Regions from separate parts of the Mus musculus genome. Here regions 1, 3 and 4 are each linked to region 2. The links are chromatin contacts, called in public HiChIP or PLAC-seq, Micro-C and promoter capture Hi-C maps. All regions are on one chromosome and are shown on one strand. Each heading gives the region's core, a stretch centred on a gene start, on an enhancer-like site or on the middle of the called end of the contact. The rest is flanking DNA. Distances are from core to core; before and after follow the strand shown.

Region 1 (5,387 bases), core at 2,233-4,732, 540 kb before region 2:
TGCCTGACATTTTGCTTAGGTGACCCTATGGTCACCCATGGTGAACTTGAGAAACAAGCCTCACTATGCTATGGTCAGGTGTCTTGGCCTCCAGCCTCACTGTGAGCAGGTGGAACAAGCAAAATTCCCTAAAGACTCCCTGGCTGCCCCCACCCCCTCGCCCTTCCCCAACACCGCTGGAATCAGAGACCTGCAGCTTGATCCTAGCTGAGCTACTTTGGCTATTTTGGTTGCCTGTAGGTACCCCTGCCCCGACCCCCAACAGCACAGAGCTAGTGGATAATAGGTCCTTCTCTCCTTGTCCTGTTCCACATCACACACACACACACACACACACACACACACACACACACACACGCAGAGCACAACCCAGACTGAGGCACACACAGGAGCCCCTGGCCTCCTCTGGAGGGGCGGAAGCACAGCAGAGTGCTGCTATTTCCCTAGCCTGCCTCCCAGCGAGGGGAATGATAAATTATTCACTGTACCCTGTGCTGAGGGAGGCCAGACAATGGGCCACAGGGAATGGACACCAGCTCCTGCCCCACAGGAAGCCACAGTGGGTGTGAGGACTGTTAGAATCCAGGGCCCCTTCCCAGTGTCTCCAAGTAGATTAGAGAAGGCTTTGTAACTAGGAGAGGAAGCACAGGGAGCCTTATCTGCCCAGGAACCGAGATGGACAAAGCTGTTGAAGTCTCTCAGCCTGTGACTGCCACCTGTGTGTGTTCTAACCTCAAACAAGTTTGAGGATTTCCCAGACTTCCTGGTCAAAACTCCAGTTTCCTTTCTCCGTAGGGAAGGAACTGGATGGTAGCCAGGCACTGTGTATCTTTAGCTCAGTTAATCTTGGTGGGAGAGCCATTCCACTCTCCTAGAAAAGCAGAGGGCTCAGAGGGTAACATGGCTGCCCGTGACCCCGGAGGCCGAGTAGCTTCTTTACCACACAGCACTGACCACTGGCCACTTAGGCTCCAGTCTGCCGCTTAGCCCACCTGCATCACTTCTACAACACTTCACAGTTGACACTTAAATAGTCCCTGAAGCAAACTCAGCAGGCCTGAGTCAAAGATTTCACCTCTCTGAGCCTCAGCTTCCCACACAAGATAGCCTAAAATAGCAAGCCCATATTGGACAAGCTCCACAACTCCTTAGCACTCAACAGTTTGCCTGTGGGACCCTCTCTTTCCGAGTAGGTAGCACCGTGCTCTGACCCCCATCTTGCAGGTGAGACTTCAGAAGGAGGCTTCCCCTAGTCTCCTGCTCTGCCTCACCGGAGGTTCCCAGCTCTTTCCAGCACGCAGTGAAATGAGATCACAGGTGTGAAATTAGTTCATCAAAAAGGGAGCTCTGTTTAGATGCAAGGATTATTATGAGATCTGAATCCTCAGGCAGAGGTGGGGGAGGGGGAATCCCAAGCCCCTTAGACACCTTCTAGGCTGCTCGAACCCCTCCAACCCCAGGAACAGGCTTCTCGTCTTTAAGACCCTGCTCCATCTCCCAGGGGCTTTCCAAGGTAATTTCCCCACACTCCAGGGAGTCCAGCCCAACAAAGGTTAACCAGTTCCAGCCAGGGCCATAGTGCCCAGACCAAGGCCATATGCCACCCCAGCCCCACCCAGAACAAGAGCCCACAGAGTCCGTGCCAAATGCTCTTTCACAATACCCTCTCCTACAAAGATCCCAGGGCAGCGAGCAGGAGGAACTTCTGCCTGGGAATCAAGCACCTGGACTGTGTGTCCCCAGATCCGGCAGCCCTAACCTTAAGACCTGGAGAAGGTCTGCCCTGGGCCATTTTGCACATAGAGACTGGAGTCAGGCTTCTTTGAGCCCCAGTTCCAACCACACACACTCTCTGCAGTCTCATACACGCTTACCTCAACTGCATATTGGGGCTGGGGAAACCCTAGCCACAGACCGAAAAGGTGTGAACTAGGAAGGGGAGCAGACCCCTTGATGGATGTTTGGAAATCTTTCAGGTCTACTTCTCTCTCAACCACTCACTGGCTTTAGGACCTGGGGTCACTGTGCCCCCCACAAGTCTTCAGTGTCCTCATTAATAATGCCAAAGGAAGGTGGCTGAGTTCTGAGGGACCACAGCTCCAGCTTCCACATGGCTGTGTCTTGGGGACCAATATGGTGAGTCCTTTAACAGATAAAGAGTACTTCAGTAACTTGGGGACATTAACTATGGGAAGCAGGTTGTCCCTCCAGCCCGGACCCCGGGAAGAGATCTTTTGGAACAGGGAAGCCCTGCCTTCAACGCAGGTTCACCTTTCCTGGGAGGTGGCATGCCCATGACCCAAGAGTGGCTGGTAAGAAGGACCTCTTCGGCTTCAGGACCAGTGCCTGGATTTCGATGCCCCAGAGGCCCCCACCCTGCCAAGCTCTCACGTGCATGCAGGCTATCCACTTCTTTTCTTCTCCCCTCCCTCTTTGCTCTTTCTCTCTTTATCTTCTCCCTTCTCCCCAGTCTAATCCTCAACATGGAAGGCAGAGGACCTCAACCCTGCCACGCCTCAGTTTCCCCAACTGTCTGCGCCCATAACAATACACAATAGCTTTTATCTCGGGGTTGCTATGAGCTTTGGATAAGGAACGACTTGTGCAAGGGCGGGGCTCGGACCTGCACACAATGGGCACTCAATAAGTGCGGGCTTCTCTCTACTATCTTTCGCGCGCCCTCTCCTAAACAGTTCACTCTCTGCCCGTGTCCCCTCCACGCCCTCCGCTGACCCGGGCCCTGCCTCTAAGGCTCCCGGGACTGCTCCCGCCGCGCATCCGGGGCTCTCACCTGCAACCTCCGCTCGCTGGAGACTGTGGCAGGAGAAGCCCCTGTGTTCCCCTGGGAGCAAGCACCCCAAGATCCTTAACCTAGGGCGGAGAAAGGTGGCAGCTTCGACTCGCCCAGGGGTTCGGTCCGACTGTTCTGCCTGCTTGGGACCCCTCACGGTGCGCTGGACCCGGGCGGTGCCAGTACAGTTTCAAGTCCGGAGCAGTTCGGTCCAAGGCAGCTGAAGATTTGGTTCTCCAGGAGCTGGAGGCCGGTGGGCGTCCCGGCTCCTCTACACTCAAGTCCCAGAGCTGGGGCCACCTTGCGCCGACCAGGGGGCGGAGGACACTCCAGCAGAGATGGGTCAGTATGATGGGGCCGAGAACGTCCCGTCTCGGAACTCCGGATCAAGGCCGGGGCTCGAACGTCCCAGCAGCTCCAGACCACGGGGCTAGGAAAGTCCAGGCGCGGAATGCGGGGCTCGGACAAGCAGGGCAGGGCAGGGCAGGGCAGGCGGAGCGCCAGCGGCCGGAGCAAGGCGAAGAAGTCTGCCCAGGTCCCGACGCCGCTCACTCTGCAAATCTGGGCGGACCTGTGCCGGCAGCGGACTCCAGAGCTCCGGGCCGCCGCTCCACTTCCTCCTCTTACCGGCTCCCCGCTCACCGCTTGCTCAGCCTCGCGCCGCAGCCTCTGCTACTGCCGCTGTCACCCTAGCCGCCCACCCCCACCCGAGCTGCAAACCGAGCCGAGCCGAGCCGAGCCGAGCCGAGCCCTGCCGAGACAGCTCCGGAGCGCCTGCGAGCTTGGCCCCTCCCCTAAAGGGTGGGACCAACAGAAACCCCGCCCCTGGCCGGGCCGGGAGCAAAGGCGGGGCGTGAGAGACACTGCTAGGCCGGTCCCCGGCGCAGTTGGGCAGCAAGAGCCAATGGGAGAGTGGAAGAGGGGTGGAACTCTGCTGAGCGTGGTCTGGTGCCGCTGGAGAAGGACAATGAAAGCTGCGCGTAGCAAGCGAGCCAGCCGCCTGGAGATCAAGATGGTGGGCTCGGGGGCCTGGGTTGACTGTGACTGAGCACGAGGCCAGCAGTGGGAAAGGGCGAAGCATGGAGGAGGCGAGGTTAGGACTGGGATGTCCCTGGATGGCGGAACCTGGGGCGTAGCGTGATACAGCCAGCCTCTTGCTCCTCCCCGCTGCTAGGGCTCCTTGCACTGAGTAGCATTTGGGAGCAGTGCAAGGCTCTGATTTTAGGAAGCGATGCAAAAAAGTTTGTAAAAATAAAAAGCAGATCTGTTTCCCACACTTCCCCTTTCCCAGAGTTCTGCGGCTCAGGGAGGAACGTCGTTATCAGTTTCAAAAATATGAGCGGAGGTGTGTGAGGACAGCTCACTTCGAATCGTGACTTCTGTCGGCTGTGCACCTTCCCCACCCCTCCCTGTCTTTGAAGTATCCAGCGTCCTGTGTGAGGCACCGAACAGGAGTGAAGGGTTTGATATATGAATGAGTGTTGCGAGTGCGCGTGGGCAGGGCTTAAGTCACTAATTGGCTTGGGGAGCCCTAGGATGAGGCAGCCCAGCCCAGGTTCATCTGCAAGCCTCAAATCAATTTTCTGCGTGAAACCCCTTTGTCACTGCTGTGGACCAAGACTGTAGGGGGCGCATGGTGTTTTCCAGATTGCTGTTGCTGGTATAGGATTCTATCCACCAACTCTGTGACATTCCTGGACTAGACTGGCTCTGGAAGATGGCTTTAGCCTCCTAAGGCGATGCCAAGGTCATCCTTGACTACACAGTGAATGGAAGCCAGTGTGAGCCTGTCTCACAAGACATAATAATACCACCTTAAAGAAACTCAAGACACTGCAACTTGACAGTCGAATGAGTGAGGAACCACATGGGCTTAGAAGACCAAAGGAATGGCTTTCCTGACAGAAACAACAGCACTTACAAAGGACACCTCCAGAGATCTCTGCCTCGTATTGGTTAGCAGAGGCTTCCCTGAGCAGGTTACAGGCAAACTGAGGTCAAAAAAAGCTAGCAAGGTTAGTAGGAGTTGACCGTGCTCCTGAGAAATCCTGGCAGCAGTAGAGCAAAAGTCAAAGTGGGAGATTCCAGCGAGGCAGGTAGAAGGGAGTTCAGACTTATCCAAAGGACCAAAGATCTCTTAAGATCCTCCTGAGCCCACAGCCCAGCTGGATGCTGATGAGATCAAACTAGGAGGAGCTTGGAGTTTGGATTCCATTAGCAGAGGGCTGTGAGAAGTTTTCAGCACACTGTCAACATGATGGAGTTCTGTAGGGAAACAAGTGTCCTTAAAACACAGCGCCTAGGGGAGTGGCAAGGGCCTGCCTGAGGATTGAAGCTATCCATATCACACTTGGTAAGGGTGCCAAGATCTCGTATACCTTCCCCTTGGCCAAGAACCGTCAGCCTTCAGTTGTCAGCCCCACGGAGCCCTGAACTCTTAGCCTGCTATTGTAGCTCCTTGTCTTTCCACCTCTTCTCCCCCCCCCCCTCCCTCACACCTCTCTCAGATTCGCTAACAATGAACATCATCCCTACACAGTTCCTCCGAGTGGCTGCCCTTATGGTCCTCCTGGACTGTCGTGAATCCCACCTTGAG
Region 2 (5,829 bases), core at 2,488-4,987:
CCCAGGAACTTGTCTTAGGATCTTAGAACCACAACGAACAAGGCCAGCTCCTTCCCTGCACTGCACAGAGGGGACGACTGAACTGGATGAAGGTTGGTAACCTCTAAGCTGTAGCTCCAGTCCTGCCTAGCAGGCGCTGCCTAGACCTCTGAGGCCCCAACTGGCTCCACAGGCACAGGATTAGCCTTAAAAAGAGCCCTAGCTGGTGGCCTTGGCCAGACACTTGCTAGCCAAAGTGGAAAAAAAGATCCCATGTGCTATCAACCCCGGTGAGGGAGAGCAGAACTTGCCCACTTCTGTGTGCAGCCTATTAGAGGCAGATCCCAGCTAGAAGCTAAACCTCCCAGACCCCAGACCAGGACTTCCTCTGGCCTGTGTCAGAGCTGAGAAGCTGAGGTACAGAGAGACTGAAGTCTTGACCAAGGTCTGCCTGACAGAAAGTGATCACTTAAGCTAAACATGGATTCCTAGGCTGGCGCTCTTGCTGCCCTACTTCAGAGCCGCTGCATTCCTGCCAGAGCCTCTTAAGACTCTTCCTAGAGAGGCCCCGCCCTTACTGAGTGGCAGGCTCAGTACTGCCAGCTGTGGAGAGAACAGCCTATCAAAGTCCCTTAGCTGGCCAGGGGTCTTTCTTCCCCAACCCCTCCACCAGAGGGAGCAAGAGGCTCACATCTCCCCCACCCCATCCCTCCCCACATTTGACCCATCATGGTTTCCCTCCACCCCTGGCTTTGGAGGCAATGCTTAAGGTTCTCAGTGTATCACCAGGATCACCAGGCAGTCAGATTTCGACCCTGCTCCCCAATCCCTGATCCCACCTGTTTAGCTTGTCTGTCCCAGAAGCCCACCAGGTGGGCACCTCAGGCCACCAACTCACATCTGGTTTCAGTTCTTGTGTCAAATGTCCCTTTCATCTCCAGGTCACTTTCCAAGCCTGCACACATGGTCCCCAGGACTGCCCCAGGACAGCTGGCCCTGACGAGTCCCTACCCCCACTGCACAACTGTCCCGGGACTTCCTTCTACCAACAGCCCAACCCAAAGGTCTGCTCTACTCCTCATTGGCTATGAAACTCTGCTAAAGATCCTCCAAGGTGTTCCTTTCCTCTGCTGGGCAGAGGGGCTCAGGAAAGCAGAACACACAACACAGATTGGGAGACTGAAAAGAAGCCGTATGTATGTCAAAAATAGCACCCGGCACCCAGCAAGGCTGCATCTGTGTGCACAAGTGCCTATGCCTGCTCCCACTCTTCCCCCCACGGGCAGGGGGCTGAACCCAGGGCCTCGCACATGCTGGGCTGTACTCCCAACCCTTATCATTATTTTTAAATGTTAAGGCAGAGTCTCACCACGTGGCTCTGGCTGGCTTTGAATGAACCTGTACCTTGGCTAGGCACTGAACTTGCAATCCTCCTGCCTCAGCCCCTTCAGTAGCTGAGATTACCAGCCTCTGCCACCAAGCTTGGCTATACTATTCTTAAGCTTTGCTTCTCCCAGGCCCTCTATTTTCCAGCTGCAGTAATAGTTCAACCATTATCAAGGGTTAGCCTCGTAAGCCCTCTGCTTGGGTTCCTCTGATCTCACAGCCACAGGGCCAGCATGTGACCTTGTGGCCGCTACTTACCATCTCTATACCTTAACTTCCTTATTGTGAAGCAACGAAAAGTCAGTCTGTCACCTATCTCATGGAGTGTTAACAAATCAGATAGAGGCCTGCAGCTCTCAGAGCTGTGTAATAGGACACCCTGTGGTCCCTGCTCCCTGCAGGGGACAGGGGATGCTCCTGCCCCCATACTTCTGTCCTTGTTCTTCCTCCAGCCTGGGACACCTGCTTCACATTCCATCTCTGCCCGTCAAGTCCTCCCTGGGGGATGTCTTGAGTGCAGACTCTGAGCTGTGCCCATGTGTGTCAAGGCTTAGACGTAGTAGAGCAAAACTGGGTGTTGCTCTCAGCCGGCCTCGTACCCCACCCCATCCCCAGCACACGCCAGCTTGGGACTGTGTGTGTCACATGAATCCTTAGAACCTCAGGACGCCCTTTGTAGGGCAGATAAAGAGAGATGAGAGTTGTGTCCCCAGGACTCTATAAACAAAACAAGTCACCCAAGCTTGGTGCTAGGCCATGAAGGCCCCTGTAGCTCTCAGCAACCCCTTCCTTCTCTTCACCTCATCCCCTGGTCTGTAAAGCAATGGCTGAAGGGGCTTCTCTCACTGACTTGTGCCCAGCCCAATAAGCAAGAGTGCCTGACAGCAGCAGGAGGAGGTTCGAAGGAGCCTGGCCCAGGACAGACCCCCTTTCTTGTAAACCAGAAGTACAAGAAGATGGGATTTCCCTCCCGAATTATTTAATCAAGAACTCAGCACCAGAAAAGGCTGGACCAGGAACCTCCAGTTTTCCAGAGGTTCAGTGTGTTGCAGTAATTCCTTCTTCAAAGCGAATTCCTGGACCGACCCTCTTCAGTGCCCATAATCTATCAATCCCTTGTTTGATCTGCAGGCTCCCTAACCATGACCTGAGCAAGGCAGACACATTCCTGTTCTTGACTCTCCCACTCCGGGCACTGTACTCTGAGAGTGTCCTCCATATCTCCTACCTGCCAAACTCCTCACTTGTGCAGCCAAAAGTGGCAGCCTCTAGAAAATCTCTGTAACCCTCATGGGTGACCCAACCAGGCTGCCCTCCTCCGAGCCCCGGAGCCTCCACTCTTACAACCCCTGGAAAGTTATTTACAGCCCGGGCTTATCTCTCCCAGCCCAGGGACAGATCCTTCAGGAAGGGGCTGCCTTTCCCCATATCCCACTCCTTTCACACTGCCTACGGCAGCCACCACAGGAGGAACTAGCACTGCACGAGGAAACCAGGAAAATTGCCCCCAGCGACCATTTATCCTTCCAGGACATCCCTTAGCTTCGGACCTTCAGCAGCTCTTTAGGGAGTCTCCAATCAGATCCCAAGGAGCCGGTACTAACTATCCTTCTGACAGACCGAGTACTCGGAGGCCCCAGAAGGTGACACTTCCCCCAAGGTCCCCAGGTGGAAGGGGTCAAAACTCTCTTAGCAGACCTCCTGGAGGCTGACAGGCCATGATCCCGAACTGGACCCTGTGTCCTGAACTGAGCAGACTCTCTCTGAGTTGTGCCACTTGGAGAGGATGTTTCCCTAGTCCCTCACTGGCCTTTGAGCAACCCTGGCCTGGATGAGAAAATCCGCTCACCCACTTCGCAAGCCCGCGGAGGGTAAGAACAGCATATCACAGAAGAAGTCGCCGAGCTAAGAACGGCTCGCCCACGACGCCCAAGCCAACTTAGCCTCGCAGATTTTGGTGGGCTCACCCAACCTCTCCAGCTTCTCGCCCAATGGCCCATTGGAGTGAAAACGGAGTCCTACTTACAGCCACTTGATGCCATAGCACACGCCGGTGTGGAGCGCCAAGGCAAAGAGCAGAGCCTCGCAGACCTGCGGCCGCGCCCTCATCGTCGCGCGCGCCCGGCGCTCCCGGGGGTCGCACCCTGCAGGAGCCGCACCGAACTCCGCCGCCTGCAGGCCACCGCTGCTGTTCCTGCGCGCACGCCGCCTGCAATCACGGAGAACAGGGCGGCGGGTTAAGGCGGCGCGCGGGCTGGGAGGCGTTTTATTCAAATTACAAAGGAGGGGTCGGGCCGGGGAGGCTGAGCGAGGAAGGAGTCCGCTCTCTCCCCGAACCGCCCGAGACCCGCCGGCGTCAGGCTCGGATTAGGTGAGACCCTAGCGCGGCCGAGGGCGTGTCGCCCAGGGCAGATCAGGGTTGAGCGGCCCAGGAAGGACAGGGTGAAGCAGATAGGAGGTTCTCGGGAGACCCAGCAGAGAGTCTGGAGAGGACCGCAAGGAGGAGACCCCACCACCAGCAGCAGCGCGAAAACCAACTGACGTAGCGACCGCAAGGAGAGGAACTGATCCGGAATATGATTTAGGCTCCTATACTAATCCACGATATCGATTATTAGTTATTGCAGCTTTAATGAGTCTACAGTTTATTCATCTGCGAATGGGGTGATCTGAGCAGAATTCTCCTTTTACAGAGAACAGTCTCCCAGTGTAGCCAGCCATCTTTACTCCTCTCAGACCTGTGATGGGTATTGTCACTCCATCCATCTCAGATGAGGAAACCGAGGCCCAGAGATGTGGAAACATCTGTTCAGTTAGTTGTTAGGCTGTTCAGTTAGTGAGCACCCGTCTGGTGCTGGGCTGTTGAGCTATTTTGTCTACCTGTGCCGGGTAAGCTAAGGGCAGGGAGAACACAGAAGACGGTGCTATTTCTGGGCACCTACTTTCCAGTAAGGGAAGGGGAAACTGCAAAAATGGGGTGGAGGTGGGTGCTCTTTACACACTGAGGCATCTCCAGCGCCTGAAGAGCTACTTCAGACTTGCCACTTCAGTGCCTCGGTCCGGACGAGGCAGCGCCAAAGCTCCCTAGCAGAGCAGGGAAGCTCCAGGCCTGCAAGAGGTTGATTCTGGGACCGCCAGGCGGCGAGCTAGGGCCGCGGAGGAGCCGCCACCCCGCCCGCTTGCAGCCTGCGGAGCTGCTTTCTGAGGCTTGACTCCCTTCTCATCATTCTCACCTCATTAACTCCCTTCCAGGCTTCTCCCAAATTTACCAACACCTGGCATTCGCCCCGAGTCATACACAGCCCCTCTCCTCTCTGGAGCAGCAAGGACAAAGGGATTCCTTCCAAAAGGGTCTACAGAGTCTGAGGAAGGAGGTGCCAGACTTGGGGGGGGGGGGGTCTCTGGAACAGGGAAGAGCGGTTCTCATCTGGCTCTGTGAGTTTGGGCAATTCCTCAACCACCCCAGCCTAAGTTTTCCCTTTTATTAAAAAGCAAAGACCTGGACTCCAGCTTTCTGATCTTCGTCTGATCTTCTCTCTGTATCCGCTATTATTATACATACCTGTGTAGCCTATGCACGCCTGTGTGTTTCAAATGTACAGGCTTGAACACACACACACACACACACACACACACACACACACGTTTGAAACGTCATAGTTTTCTGGGGCCTTCTGGCAGAATCCAGAGGAATTCAAGCAGAAAACCTTGAATTACCCCCCCCCCTTCACAGAGTCCCCCAAGTCTGAAATGCTTGGCACAAACACGACTCCAAGCTGGGGTCTCAACGGGATTTTTGGTGCAGTCCGAATCTTCCTCTTACCTCTTCCGTATCCAGATCTTTCCCTCCCTGTTGGAAGTTTGCACACTTCCCCCAAATCAGAAAAATGTCTGCAGGATCAGATCGCAGAGGAGGGGGGGGGCCTCAAAACACCAGTCATTGTCTCTTTGTTCCCACTTAAAGTGTGGGATCCCCGAAGGCACCCAGAGTTTCTAAGTGGGAAGGGATCGCTAAGTCGCAGAAGGAATCTCAAGGACTTACACCGGGGTATCAATATACGACTCCCAGTGAGAGGAAGGGTGGCCCAAACCGCACAGCAGTCGGTCGGGGACCCAGGCCTCCAGCTATTCCCTGCTCTTCCCAGCAGCTCCAGAGGCCCTAGACTTCTCCTTCCGTCACCCCGGCGCGTTGCTTAAAAGGCACCTTGGTCTCTGGGTACTGATATTATTCTCGTCCTACCTAAGAAGGTCCAGGACAGCCTTGGGAGCCGCTGTGTCACCCTCACCTTGCGCCCAGAGGGTCAGAGCGCATTCGTCGCTCGAAGTCCCCGGTCCGCCAGGGGGAGCTAAGCCTGGGTTCAAAGAAATATCTGCCCCGGCCTCACACAGTGGGACTTCGGGCTCTACTGTTCGCGTCTTGGATGAAGCGCAGAGTGACTTCCCTCTTGGCCTTGGTTATCCCTT
Region 3 (5,286 bases), core at 208-2,707, 700 kb before region 2:
CCCTAGGCTATGCCTAGTATACAACAGGGGCTTAATAAATAAATTAATATCAGAAGAAAGGAGGTAAAGGCAGAGGGAAGGACACAAACAGAAGAGTAATAAGGAAAGCAATGGTAAACGGCAGGTGCAGGGAGGCTAGAGGAGGGGCCAGAGAAGATGGCAAGGAGACTCTCAAGGGCCAGGAAGGTGAACCAGTCTGGTCATAAGGGTTGACCCCACGAGCTTCCCTGCCCCTCCCTAGCCCTCCTACTTTGACCTAGTTTCCATTTCGAGGGCCTAACCTTTCCTCTCAAGGCAAGCTCTACAAAACAGTTCCCGTCACCCTCCCTCAGCTACATGGAGCCCCTAGCTATGTGCTTTGGAGGACAGAGGGGAAGAAAGCCATGTGAATGGGGACCTGCCTTCCAGGTCTCAGAGCCTTCCACTCTGTGACCTGTGTTCCCGGCCCTGCTATGAGGAGTCAGAAGTGAGTGTATCCACTGCTCTGAGGATGTCAGTCCCTGCAGGCATTTTATGCCTTGCATGTGTGTGGTTAGCCTTGATGTGTCACTAAGACCTGTGGCCACATCGTGTCACGTCAGAGAGGGTTGACAGACTGCACGTACTAGCTTAGACCGTGCTTTGCAGCACCCAAGTGCCAGGCTACGTATGTCGGTGTATGCCCGCATGTGTGTAGCAACACGAGGGTGTTGTTAGAGCTGGTGCGTGTTCGAGTGGGACCTGTGTATGCTAACAGGACTGACAGCAAGAATGTGTTGACAGACTGGTGTGTGCGTGAGAGACCGTATGTGACGTCGTCGTGTCACAAATGCGAAGTGTGGCAACGACTGTCAGTGTGTGCCTGCAGAAGGGTGCTCATGTGTTTATGAGCTTGTGTGTTGTGTGTCAGCCTGCCCCAGAGCGTCCTGAAGTCTATCGACCAGGGCTGGGTGTGTGAGCTCGTCTCGGCCAGGAGCCGTGAACCCAATGGGGTGGCCCACCCTGGGTGCCTCGGTACACATGGTTCTGGCCAGAGAACCACACAAGAGACTTGGGAGGACAACAGAGTGCCAGATCCCGGGTGACGCTGACTGGAACCTCCGCCCGTGCCCTCGCCCAGGTCGTCCCCACGCGCGCGTGGGACAGGGCGGCCACCCGCACTCACCGTGTCCCTTTGTCGCCCATGGTCCGCGGCGGCCGCAGGGAGGTCCGCGGCGTCAGCGTCCAGGCTGGAAAATCCCCGGCCGCCAGGAGAAGCGCGGGCCAGCCCGCTCCCGGCTACCCCGCTCCGCCTCCTCCGCTGTCGCCGCCGCCGCCCCCGCCCGGGTCCCCGCCCGTCGCTCGAGCAGCACAGCGCCCAGGCCGCCGCCAGGGGCGTGGAGCGTGCGGGTGTGAGCGCGCGTGTATGCCTCCGTGCGCGGCTCTGCGTGTGCGCGCCCAGAGAGTGAGGGCTGCGTGGCCGGCCGCGGCTGGTCCACGGGAGCGCGTGCACGCAAGCGCGTGCCAGTGCTGGTGCGTGTGCACGGCTGTGCGCGCGAGCCTGTCGGGAGGTGGGGTGTGGAGAGAGAGAGAGAGAGAGAGAGAGAGAGAGAGAGAGTGTGTGTGTGTGTGTGTGTGTGTGTGTGTGTGTGTAGAGGTAGCACGTCTTTGTGCAGTTGTGTATGTGTGCTCACAGTCGTGGGTGCGAGCGCTCTCTCCCGCGCACGCCAGGACTGGCCTTTGTGTCTGCGGATAGAAGCAAGCGGAAAATCCGCAGACTTCAAGGCCCAGCCTCAGAGGCGCCCCTGTGTGAGGACAGCGAAAGATTCCAAAAGCCTAGCCAGGCCTTCGCCCTTTGCTCCACCCTCCCCACCCCCGCCCTTCTGGAGAGATACCACCCAACGACACAACAGGGACAGGAAGAAGGGGTGGGGGCGGGCAGCGGACTGCAATGCTGGAGAGCAGATGAGAGTGGAAAGGGGAGGGGCAGGCAGAAAGAGGAAGCAGTGAGAACAGGAGATAAAGAAGGGACCGAGAGCCAACTAGCTGGTGGCCTGTAGCATCTAGCATCATTGATATAGCACCCAGGCCTAGCTTAGGTGCCTGTAATGACTCTGGACACCACTCAGCCCATTTCAGGTCTATTGGCTGGGTCCTAAGACCAGCAGATGTCCTGTTCAATTGTTGAAGGAATCTGCTTGTTCTTGCGGGCAGACACCTGCACACAGCGGTGTCCAGCAGAGTCTACTGTCTGCAGCTTTCTTGGTATCCTTGGAAACCTTGACTTTCCTTACGTTTCCTACCCCTGGAGAAGTAGCCGGTGTGCAGTGGGAGGGTAGAGTTCAGAGGCTAAGAAGGGGTAGGAAAGGGTTTGAATCCATTTTCTCCTAGAAGGGATCTTGAGGCAGTGGGAGGAATGTAAGGTCCTCAGCCCCTCACTGCTGGAGTTTGACTAATTGGCACTGATAGGTCCCTAATATCGGAGTATTAACGATAGGAAAGGAAGCTATCATTTACTCTGATGCAATTGCGGGGTCTGGAAACATCTCCTGTAATTATGTTCAGAAGCAGTTACCTATGCTGTTTACATAGAGTGTGCTGTTTATAGAATTGGTAATAATATCCCAGGATAATGACTATAATTATGTCCAGATTGGGGAGGGGTGGGTAGAGGCTAATGGACAGGCAGGGTGGTCCACATCTGGGCAATGGTAAGAGCTAAGAGGAAGTGGATTAAGGTCTGTAACTTCACCTGCCCTTTCTTAGCCTCTGGGATCTTCCCTTCCTCCAACCAGGGCAGAGCAGGAAGCCACCTGACCCTTCTGCAGGCCGTTGTGGGGGGCTCTTGAAAGGAGCAGAGTAGGGTTCTCTATTGATAGCAGGAAGCAAACTTTGTGAGCTCAAAATCAAGAGGCCTGGTCTTGTACTCTCCACGGGGGCTTCGTCCAAGCCCGATGAACTCAGGACAGTGCCCAGTGCCGATGCTCAAAGCACATTCGCCATCCTACTTAGTAAGTATCTGCGGTCATGTCACTAAAACAAACAATGTTGTCGATCACTTCTCAGCAAACCAACAGTCCAGAAAGATGCCCCAGATGGCTCCAGGTCGCCCCCACCCCCACGTAGTTCTTTCTAGACCAGCTTTGGAAAGCATGGCTCTAACACTGAGGGACACTGAACAGACTGGTAGCTGGCGGGTGTCAACACGTGGCTCAAGGTGTCAAGAGCATCCTTTCTAGCCTGTAAACCCATGAGGGGTGGGAGGTGTGCCTGGTGCTACTTGGCACTTGCAACTCTATGAGCTAAATGCTTGGTTGCCTTTTCTAAAATGAATGAACAAACTGGTGCTTAGAGAAATTAAATGGCTCACCCAAATCCACAGACTCTTTTTTTTTTAAAGATTTATTTATTTTATGTATATGGGTGATCTATCTGCATATACACCTGCATGCACGAAGAGGGCTTCTGCACTCTCTAGAAATAGCTGTGAGCCACCATGTGGTTCCTGGGAATTGAACTCAGGACCTTTGGAAGAGCAGCTGGTGCTCTTAACCACTGAGCCATCTCCCCAGCCCCCCATAGCCTCCTCTTGATCTTGGCCTCTCTTTTCCCCAGCTTTCCTCAACAGGAATCAAACACAGAACATAGACAGAATTTGGCTGGGTTTTTGGTGTTCTTGTTGTTGTTTTTCTTTTTTGTTTTGTTTTGGTTTTTTGTTTTTTTGTTTGTTTGGTTGGTTGGTTTGTTTTTTTCGAGACAGGGTTTCTCTGTGTAGCCCTGGCTGTCCTGGAACTCACTCTGTAGACCAGGCTGGCCTCAAACTCAGAAATCCTCCTGCCTCTGCCTCCCAAGTGCTGGGATTAAAGGCGTGCGCCACCACAACCCGGCTCTTGTTGTTGTTTTTAATAGTTGTTTCTTGTGCCAGTTGTGGTTCTGGGGAATTTACAGATTGGTGTCAAGCAGGACAGAGCTTTCAATGGAGAGAGGGGTCTAGAATGGGAGGCAAAGGGGGCCGTTAAGAAAACACTTACATCTATCAGGCCTAAGGAAAGCACTGATGTATTCATTCAATAATCAAAATTAGCAAAACTGCAGTAGAGGTCATGAGAACTCCTTGTCAACAACCTAGTTTTAGTAATAAGTATTATGAAGGAAATGAAACATAGTGGCTGGGACCGGCGTGCTTAGAGATAAGACTCTTCAAGGAGGTGACCTTTGGGCAGAAACCTGCACCAAGAAGCCAGGGACATGAAGGGCTGCCAGCTAAAGGACCAGCAAGGAACCAGGAGGGCGTGTCTGGCTTGGTAAACAGGAAGAGTGCTTGCAGGTAAGGCAGGCAGCAGTCAGATGACACAGGTCTCACAGTTAGGAGTGAGGGGCATGGGAAGCCAATTTAAGAAGAGGGTTTAGGGCCTCAATGTGTCTAAAACCTTCACCCGTGGGCTACACACAGCCAAGAATACTCATAAATGTAGCCCAACACAAAAACATAAAGTGCTTTCAAACATTATGAGATATTTTTTGTGTGTGATTAGACAGAGCATTTCTGGTGTGTGAACTTTGTAGATGACGGTATTGGGTCCTGATGTTGAGAGCTCAGACGTACCTGCAGATAATAGCCCCGGCTTTACGTTCTCCAAGGCTGTGCTGCACATCACTGGATGGAGACGAAGGGGAAGAACAGAGGCTGGATGCCCCCTTTGGTGTCCTGGTACCGCAGTGGGTGGGGCTAGAGCTGCGGCCCAGAGATCATAGAGAAGAGATGACTTGTGGCCATACTTGGAGGCTGTATTCCAGTTTCCTGTGTCTGTGATACAGCACTGTGGCCAAGGCAGCTTGAGGAAAAGCTGACTTCTGCTTACGGTTCCAGAGGAATAAGAATCCATGATGGCAGAGCAGAGGCGTGGTAGCTATAACAGGAAGCTGGGTTCACATCTTCAAACAGTAAGCATGAAGCAAAAAGAGCACACTGGCTAGCTGGGCATGGCACACACCTTCAGTCCCAGCACCCAGGAGGCAGAGGCAGGCAGATCCCTGTGAGATGGAGGTCATCTTGGTCTACAGAGTGAGTTCCTCTGTAGAGAGGTCCTGTGTCACACTGGGAATGATGTGACACTTTGAAACCTCAAAACCCATCCACAGTGACCTACTTCCTCTAGCAGGGCCATTCCTCCAGACCTCCTCAAACAGCACCAGCAACTGGGGACAAGGGCTCCAGGAGGACAGGGTCCTGTGGAAGACATTCTCAGTCATACCCCTACGGAGGTAGAGCTCTCTCTCAGCTACTAGCTGTGGGGGTGAAAGATTCAGGATGGCTTGGAGGTACAG
Region 4 (5,778 bases), core at 847-3,346, 510 kb before region 2:
CATAGTTCTCTTAGCATCCCCTCCCAGTGCTAGCCCGGATGCTTTCAATGGAGGCCTGGATGCTGGCAGATGGGAGAGCAGAGCGAAGTGGGGGTGGGGCTGTAAGGGATTTTTACACTAGACCTGTGGATAACCCAGCAAACCTCCACACCACCACCACCCCCAGCTTGGATGCACACTGCTCCTTCAGCTCACAGCCTACCAACTGAATTCCAGAAGACCCCAAGAGCCAAGACGAGGATGATAATAGAAAGGGGGTCTGGAATCTAGGTGGAATCCTTTCCTAGCAAAGATTTATTCACATAAGCAGTACATAGAGGATGCAGGAGGACGGGAAGGAGAATCAGCCACCACAAAGATGGATACCGCCCTCCTTTTGCCTACAAAGTTTGCTCAAGATCAGATCTGTTCTACAAAACAATAGCGGCTGCCAGGTCACTGTTCTTAGAGAGAGGCAGGCCCTTGCCTTTGGGGGACATTCATAAGGATACTAAGTTTGCAGATAGGGACGAAGTCCTAAGCGTTTACCTTAGGTTTACCTTGACCCAGTGTCTCCAGCATCCTGGGCCATCAGGCATGTGACGCTAGGCCTGGTACCATGATTTTTTTTTTCTTCTTCTCAAGACCTTTGACTCTGAGATCCTACCAAGCTAAGATTCCTTCACGAAGTTCAAAGACGTTGTGGGGCTTCTGAATGATATTATCATCTGTGGCAGTCACTTGCAAATCCGTATACTCTCTGATCCTTTGATTGGGGTCTAAGTCTATTAGGATCTAATATTTCCCTCAGCCCGAAGTGGGGAAGGCTGGGGGTCCATTCCCTCCCCCACTGTTCTCTATAACTGCAGAGAACTCATCTTTTGGGATGCTGAGTGCAAGGATACATCTGTTCCACAGGCTCTGCATCTGGGAGAAAGAAAATACTTATGAGTCTGTTGATTGAATGTGAGTGAATGCATACAGGGTCTCTCTGGGGCTGGGGCTGGGGCTCAGTGGCAGGATGCTTTCTTTCCTGGTTTTCCTGAGGATCTGGGTTCCAGCCCCAGTGCACTGAAAAGAGGGGGAAAAGCCTCTCACTCCACCTCCTCTCTAGTGATGTCCATCTGTTGTCTGTCATTCCACTATCAGAAGATAGGAGGATCCTAAAACAACAGGCCTCACCTACTGAATTCCCCACTAGCTGCACACACCCCTCACAAAGGAGGTCCTGAAGGCAGGGACTTTGCCCAGTTGTGCAGATTTGTGCATGACACTAGAATAGTAAAGAATACTATCAGTTAACTCAGGGCTCAAGAAGCTATCTCAGTGTAAGAGGTGGGGTGGGGCGGGAGAGCCTGAGATAGTGAGACCCTGAGCCCCAAGAGGCAATGGAGATAGGGAGGGAGGGAAGGAGATAGCAGGGATGACCCATTTGAGACGGAGAAAGGGGCAGTTAGGACTTAACATCAACCAAGGGTACTGGCCCAGAAGGAAAGTCACACAATGCTGTATTTAATTCATCCAGGATGTTCCCTGCTGTATACTACTTCATGTCCAGTGGAACCACCTAGGTGTCTGTCTGAAATCAGTTCAAGACTTGGTTGCCAGGGTGAGGGTCCAGCTAGAATTCTCAGGGCCTCTCCTCCCCAGGGATGTTTCAAGGGTGAACCCTGGTTTGGAGAGGGACCCCTGCCTCTGACTTTTTCCTAAGGCAAAGGAGAGGGCCCCTGACTAAGGAGTAGCATCAGGGGTCCCTGATTAAAGCTTGATAACAGTAGGCAATGGATCTACTGGGGCAGAGCAGGGTCATGTGGGGCAGAAGGGATATGTGATCAGAGCAGGCTTGTGTGGGCAACCCCGAGAAGACGACAACTCCAGTCCCCGAGCGCAGGACTTTGGAGCCTGTCTGCCTTCAGTTCACTCTCGAGTCTAAACCCTGCTTTTCCACGTCCAGGACCGCGGAATCCCAAGAATGCCCTGGCTCCCAAGGTCTAGCTGGTGCGGGAGGAGAGTCCCCTCTACCTAGTAGGGCGAGGGGGCAGTAGGACCCAGGGGCTGGGAGAGAGCCCGCAGGCACAGGGGCGGGAGCCAGGGTGGTTTGGGGGAGGTCTTTGGCTTTTTTTCTCCTCTCCGAGCCACGGCGCCCTCCGGAAGCGTTTCCAACTTTCCAGAAGTTTCTTGGGACAGGCAGGAGGGGGTGGGGCCAGCCATATATAGATCCAGGGCCCGGGGCAGTGAGCTGAGCAGAGCCTGTCTGAGGAGCGATTGCCCTGTCGGTCCCGGAGCAGCCCAGCCCGGCCCAGGTGAGGGGCGGGAGCGGCCGGGCGATTTGGGGTTGCGCATTGGCCAAGGGGGAACGGATCGCTCCAAAGCTTGGGGTCCTGACACAGGTGGGCAGTGAAAGATCGGACTTGGAACTGTCACTTGCCTGGGTTCCCTGGAGCTGCGGTCTAGTACGCGGACTGCCTGGTAAAGTACGGAGAAGTCTCAGCTCGGGGAAGGTTAAAGGTGGTGAGAGGGAATGCGTAGAGCTGGGACTAAATGCTGGTGACCTTCTGCACAACTGAGAGGGGAGGGGAAAGACCTGACTGTCCCATCGTCCACGGGGAAGGGCCAGCTCTGCAGTCCCTAACTCAGGAGTGGAGGCCCAGGGACCCGCAGTGATTGATCCCAGACCAACCTCCCCACAGGCTGTGTAGGGGCCTCTGAACCTAGCACAAGAGGTGTAGACTTGGTGTCTCATCTCTAGCTGTTAAGGACCCCCTTGCTTTGGGGAGCAGTCGCTTTTTAATCAGTATCCTATGTGGAAGGTGGCCGGACTTGACCAATTAGTTCTGCTTTCACCTCACCCGAAAGGGGTGTCGTCAGGGTCCACAGGCCCTGGGTGACTTGAGTCACCCTGGTCCTTCCGTCCACCCATCTGGTTCCTGCAGGGCGAGGACTTCCTCTGAGGCTTTGAGGTATCCTGCCTCCAGCTTGGGGGACATTCCTGAGCCTCCAGACGAAAGGAAGAAGGCATCCATTCCCTGTATGGTCTAACGGCCTAGCTATCAACTTCCTGTGCTTCCTTCTGGGCCCTTTGGCATCCAGGGCACGCATGGAGGCCCTTGGAAAACTGGGGGCTTTGGTTGCCTGGAAGTAAGGCCGAGGCCACACCCTACTCTCTGATAGTTCTGTACCCATCCCCCATTTCCGTCTGGTCCTTTGTCTCTCTCCGAGGATTCCCTGCCGAGGTGTTTTTGTAGTGGGTTGCTGTGTAACAGGACTCCACAGTGGTCGGCCTGGGAGCTTTGCTGAAGGCAGAGCCCCCGGGAGAAAGCCTGACCTGCTTGAGCCGAAGAGGCCCAAGCTGGGCCCTGGTTTCTGCCTCTGCAAAAGAGGTCATCCACCTCCTTACTCCGGGTACCCACTGGGGACTGGGCCCGACCGGCCTCTGCTCCCCACGTCTCTAGGGGTTCCCATTTCTTCACTCTTCTGTTTTCTTTCAGAATGAAAAAGGCAGGCAATGATCTCCCTCTGAGGCCCTTTCAAGGTACTTTAGACCCACCAAGTGTCTGAGAAACCCCCTGGTGCTCCTCCCTGCCTCCTGGCATCTGCTCCCCTTACAGGCTTCCCATCACAGGCTCCCTGGCCCAGTGGTGGACACGGCCTTTGGCTCTGTGATATCTTATATTTTTTTGGTTTTGTTTTGATGGTACTGTAAAATGTCTAACCTTGGCCGGAGGGCTGGCGTTTCCCTGTGGCAGATGGGCTGGGCTTGCCTGTGCAGATGGGCTGCGGGAGGTTGGCTTGCTTGCAGAGACTTGCCTACTTTCATCCCTAATGCTGGGCTTAACGGGGTGGCCCTTCTCCCCAGCCCTGCCTGCCCCCTCAGATTTTTGAGGCACAGTTGTAAAACTAAAACCCCTGAGGCTCCTGGATTCCCCCGGCAAATCCTCCTCACCCCAGGTTCCCAAGCCAGGCCTCCAGGTTCTTACCCTCGGCTGGCCTATGGAGATAAAGCAGCTTTTGCCTGCCACGTCACCAGGGGCCTTGCGGCTGCCAGAGGAATCCCTAACTAGTCATTTGGAGCTTTTTGGAGAAGCCCCTCCCAGCCCCTGGTTGGCTGAGCGTGGGGGCTGTCAAGATGGTGGGTGCCACGTGGCAGGGTTAGGTTTCCCTTCCTTAGGCAGGCTGGTGGCCTCTGCTGGATTAGTGGTCCTTTGAGGAGGGTGGCCACGTGCCTGTTGATATGATATTTCCCATCATGGATCATTTCACTGCTTCACTCTCATTTGTGAGTGTACCATGAGTTACATGGTCCCCCTGTCTTTGAGGTCTAGTGAGGAAGGAGCCAATCTGGACTTGCGGATCCTACCTCTCTTAAGAGTGAGAGGTCTCACATTGTTCCCCAGGCAGCTGTGAGGCTGTGGTGCCCATCCCCTCGCCCCCTCCATGAGGCTGTGGTCCTCATTCCCTCATCCCCTCCATGAGGCCGTGGTCCTCCATCCCCTCAACCCCTCCAGGGCCTTTGCGCTGTTTCTCAAGGTCCCTAGATGGGAAGCAGCCGAGGAGGTATGGGAGCAGCCCGACCCAGCTATATAGGTTCCTCTCCAAAATCCCTCACTCTTTCAGGCAGGCCAGGCTCTCAAGGGGCTTCCAGCAAAGTTTGGAATTTTCTATCTTCCTAAAAGTCTGTGAAAGGGGGGGTCTTCCCGATCAGGGGCACCCCGTCTTCCTCCAGGGTTCTTCCTGAACTTTCGGCTCTGTGGTCTACTTACCTGAACTGCTGCATGAAGCAGAGGTGGGGAGGGCAAGCTGAGGAGGCTGTGGGAACGGAGACCTTTGTGACCCGTGACTTCACAAAAGGGGACAGGGCTTGCCTTGGGGACTCCTGCTACTGCCGGAGTTTGGGATGGGAACTTGAAGGGATCTTTGAGGTTCTAGAAGAGATGATGATGTGGCCATCCCATGGGAGTGCAGAATGGAATCTGTGCCTCTGGCTTCCTAAAGGATGGAGGGAAAGGGTCCATGCTCCACTGAGCTGTGACTCACCCGCTTCCTCAGGATCTTGCCCTTGTTGCTCCCTTAGGAAATCCATGCCACTTGAAGTTTCTAAAGGCTTGATCCCAAGAGCGTTTGTCATGGGATTTCCCATCCAGTTCAGGTGTTTTTTGTTTTGTTTTGTTTTTTTTTTTTTTTGTTTTTTGTTGGTAGGTGGGCAGGCTAAGTCCCTAAGGAAAGAGTCTGAGGCTGGTTGGTAATGCATGCGAGTGCACACTCAAGGTCACCCTAGGGGCAGCAGAGTAGAGCATCTGGGTTCCCCCATTTTAATAGTGAACTGGGCAGTAACTTATTAATGTCTCAGGGCAGAATGCAAGGCACAGAGAGGACCAGCTGACAAATCCATTCCACATTGTGTCCTCTGCCCAGACACCTGTAGACCCCCAGCCCAGCTGCTGCCTTTCCTAACCAACAAAGGCCCTGAGGCTCTATGAGACTAGAGCCAGATTTCACAAAGGCCAACATGGGTGCCATTCTGGCAGTAGCCCTGACCCTTAGAAACAGTTATGCCAAATGCCAGGCACTGGGATGCTGTAGGGAACCAGATGTGCTAGATTTCCAGCCCTAGTGGCTACAGCCTACTTCAGGACACCTAGAGAGTCATAATAAGTGAATAATTAGGTATAAGTGTTGAATGTCCCATGGGGGACTTCAATAGGTGGCCTAGTAATATACCAAAAACTTTGTTTTAGGTAAAGAAATCCAAGAAGGTCTCTGAGGGGCTGGGTAGCCCTGAGTCAGGTCTGGAATAAAGAA

The links. Promoter capture Hi-C pulls out the DNA fragments that hold promoters and counts their contacts. A called contact is a pair of places that touch in the nucleus more often than the background predicts. HiChIP or PLAC-seq counts read pairs in DNA pulled down with a chosen protein or histone mark.
Region 1: an H3K27ac HiChIP or PLAC-seq map of extraembryonic endoderm stem cells shows a contact between it and region 2, with 5 times the contacts expected there. The contact joins the promoter of Gdpd5 here to the promoter of Wnt11 in region 2. A contact is called at or near these places in 5 of 39 promoter capture datasets (embryonic stem cells, hematopoietic stem and progenitor cells, liver and 1 more), 3 of 484 Hi-C or Micro-C datasets (all in embryonic stem cells) and 7 of 115 datasets of contacts at active chromatin or transcription factors (embryonic stem cells, extraembryonic endoderm stem cells and pancreatic cancer cells).
Region 3: a contact with region 2 is called in a Micro-C map of embryonic stem cells, with 3 times the contacts expected there. The contact joins the promoter of Arrb1 here to the promoter of Wnt11 in region 2. A contact is called at or near these places in 1 of 39 promoter capture datasets (embryonic stem cells), 1 of 484 Hi-C or Micro-C datasets (embryonic stem cells) and 2 of 115 datasets of contacts at active chromatin or transcription factors (bone marrow-derived dendritic cells and pancreatic cancer cells).
Region 4: a contact with region 2 is called in a promoter capture Hi-C map of embryonic stem cells, with 2.4 times the contacts expected there. The contact joins the promoter of Serpinh1 here to the promoter of Wnt11 in region 2. A contact is called at or near these places in 2 of 39 promoter capture datasets (embryonic stem cells and liver), 3 of 484 Hi-C or Micro-C datasets (the N1E-115 cell line and embryonic stem cells), 2 of 115 datasets of contacts at active chromatin or transcription factors (both in embryonic stem cells) and 1 of 9 other capture datasets (liver).

What each region holds. Positions count from the first base shown.
Region 1 is chr7:99,379,613-99,384,999 of GRCm38.p6, reverse strand. It overlaps Gdpd5 (glycerophosphodiester phosphodiesterase domain containing 5), which reads right to left and starts at 3,482. Exons shown (of 18, transcript NM_201352.3): 1 at 2,792-3,482.
Region 2 is chr7:98,836,753-98,842,581 of GRCm38.p6, reverse strand. Wnt11 (wingless-type MMTV integration site family, member 11) reads right to left here and starts at 3,737. Exons shown (of 5, transcript NM_009519.2): 1 at 3,392-3,737. The coding sequence starts at 3,474.
Region 3 is chr7:99,531,657-99,536,942 of GRCm38.p6, reverse strand. Arrb1 (arrestin, beta 1) reads right to left here and starts at 1,457. Exons shown (of 16, transcript NM_177231.2): 1 at 1,145-1,457. The coding sequence starts at 1,164.
Region 4 is chr7:99,349,557-99,355,334 of GRCm38.p6, reverse strand. Serpinh1 (serine (or cysteine) peptidase inhibitor, clade H, member 1) reads left to right here and starts at 2,096. Exons shown (of 5, transcript NM_001111044.1): 1 at 2,096-2,282.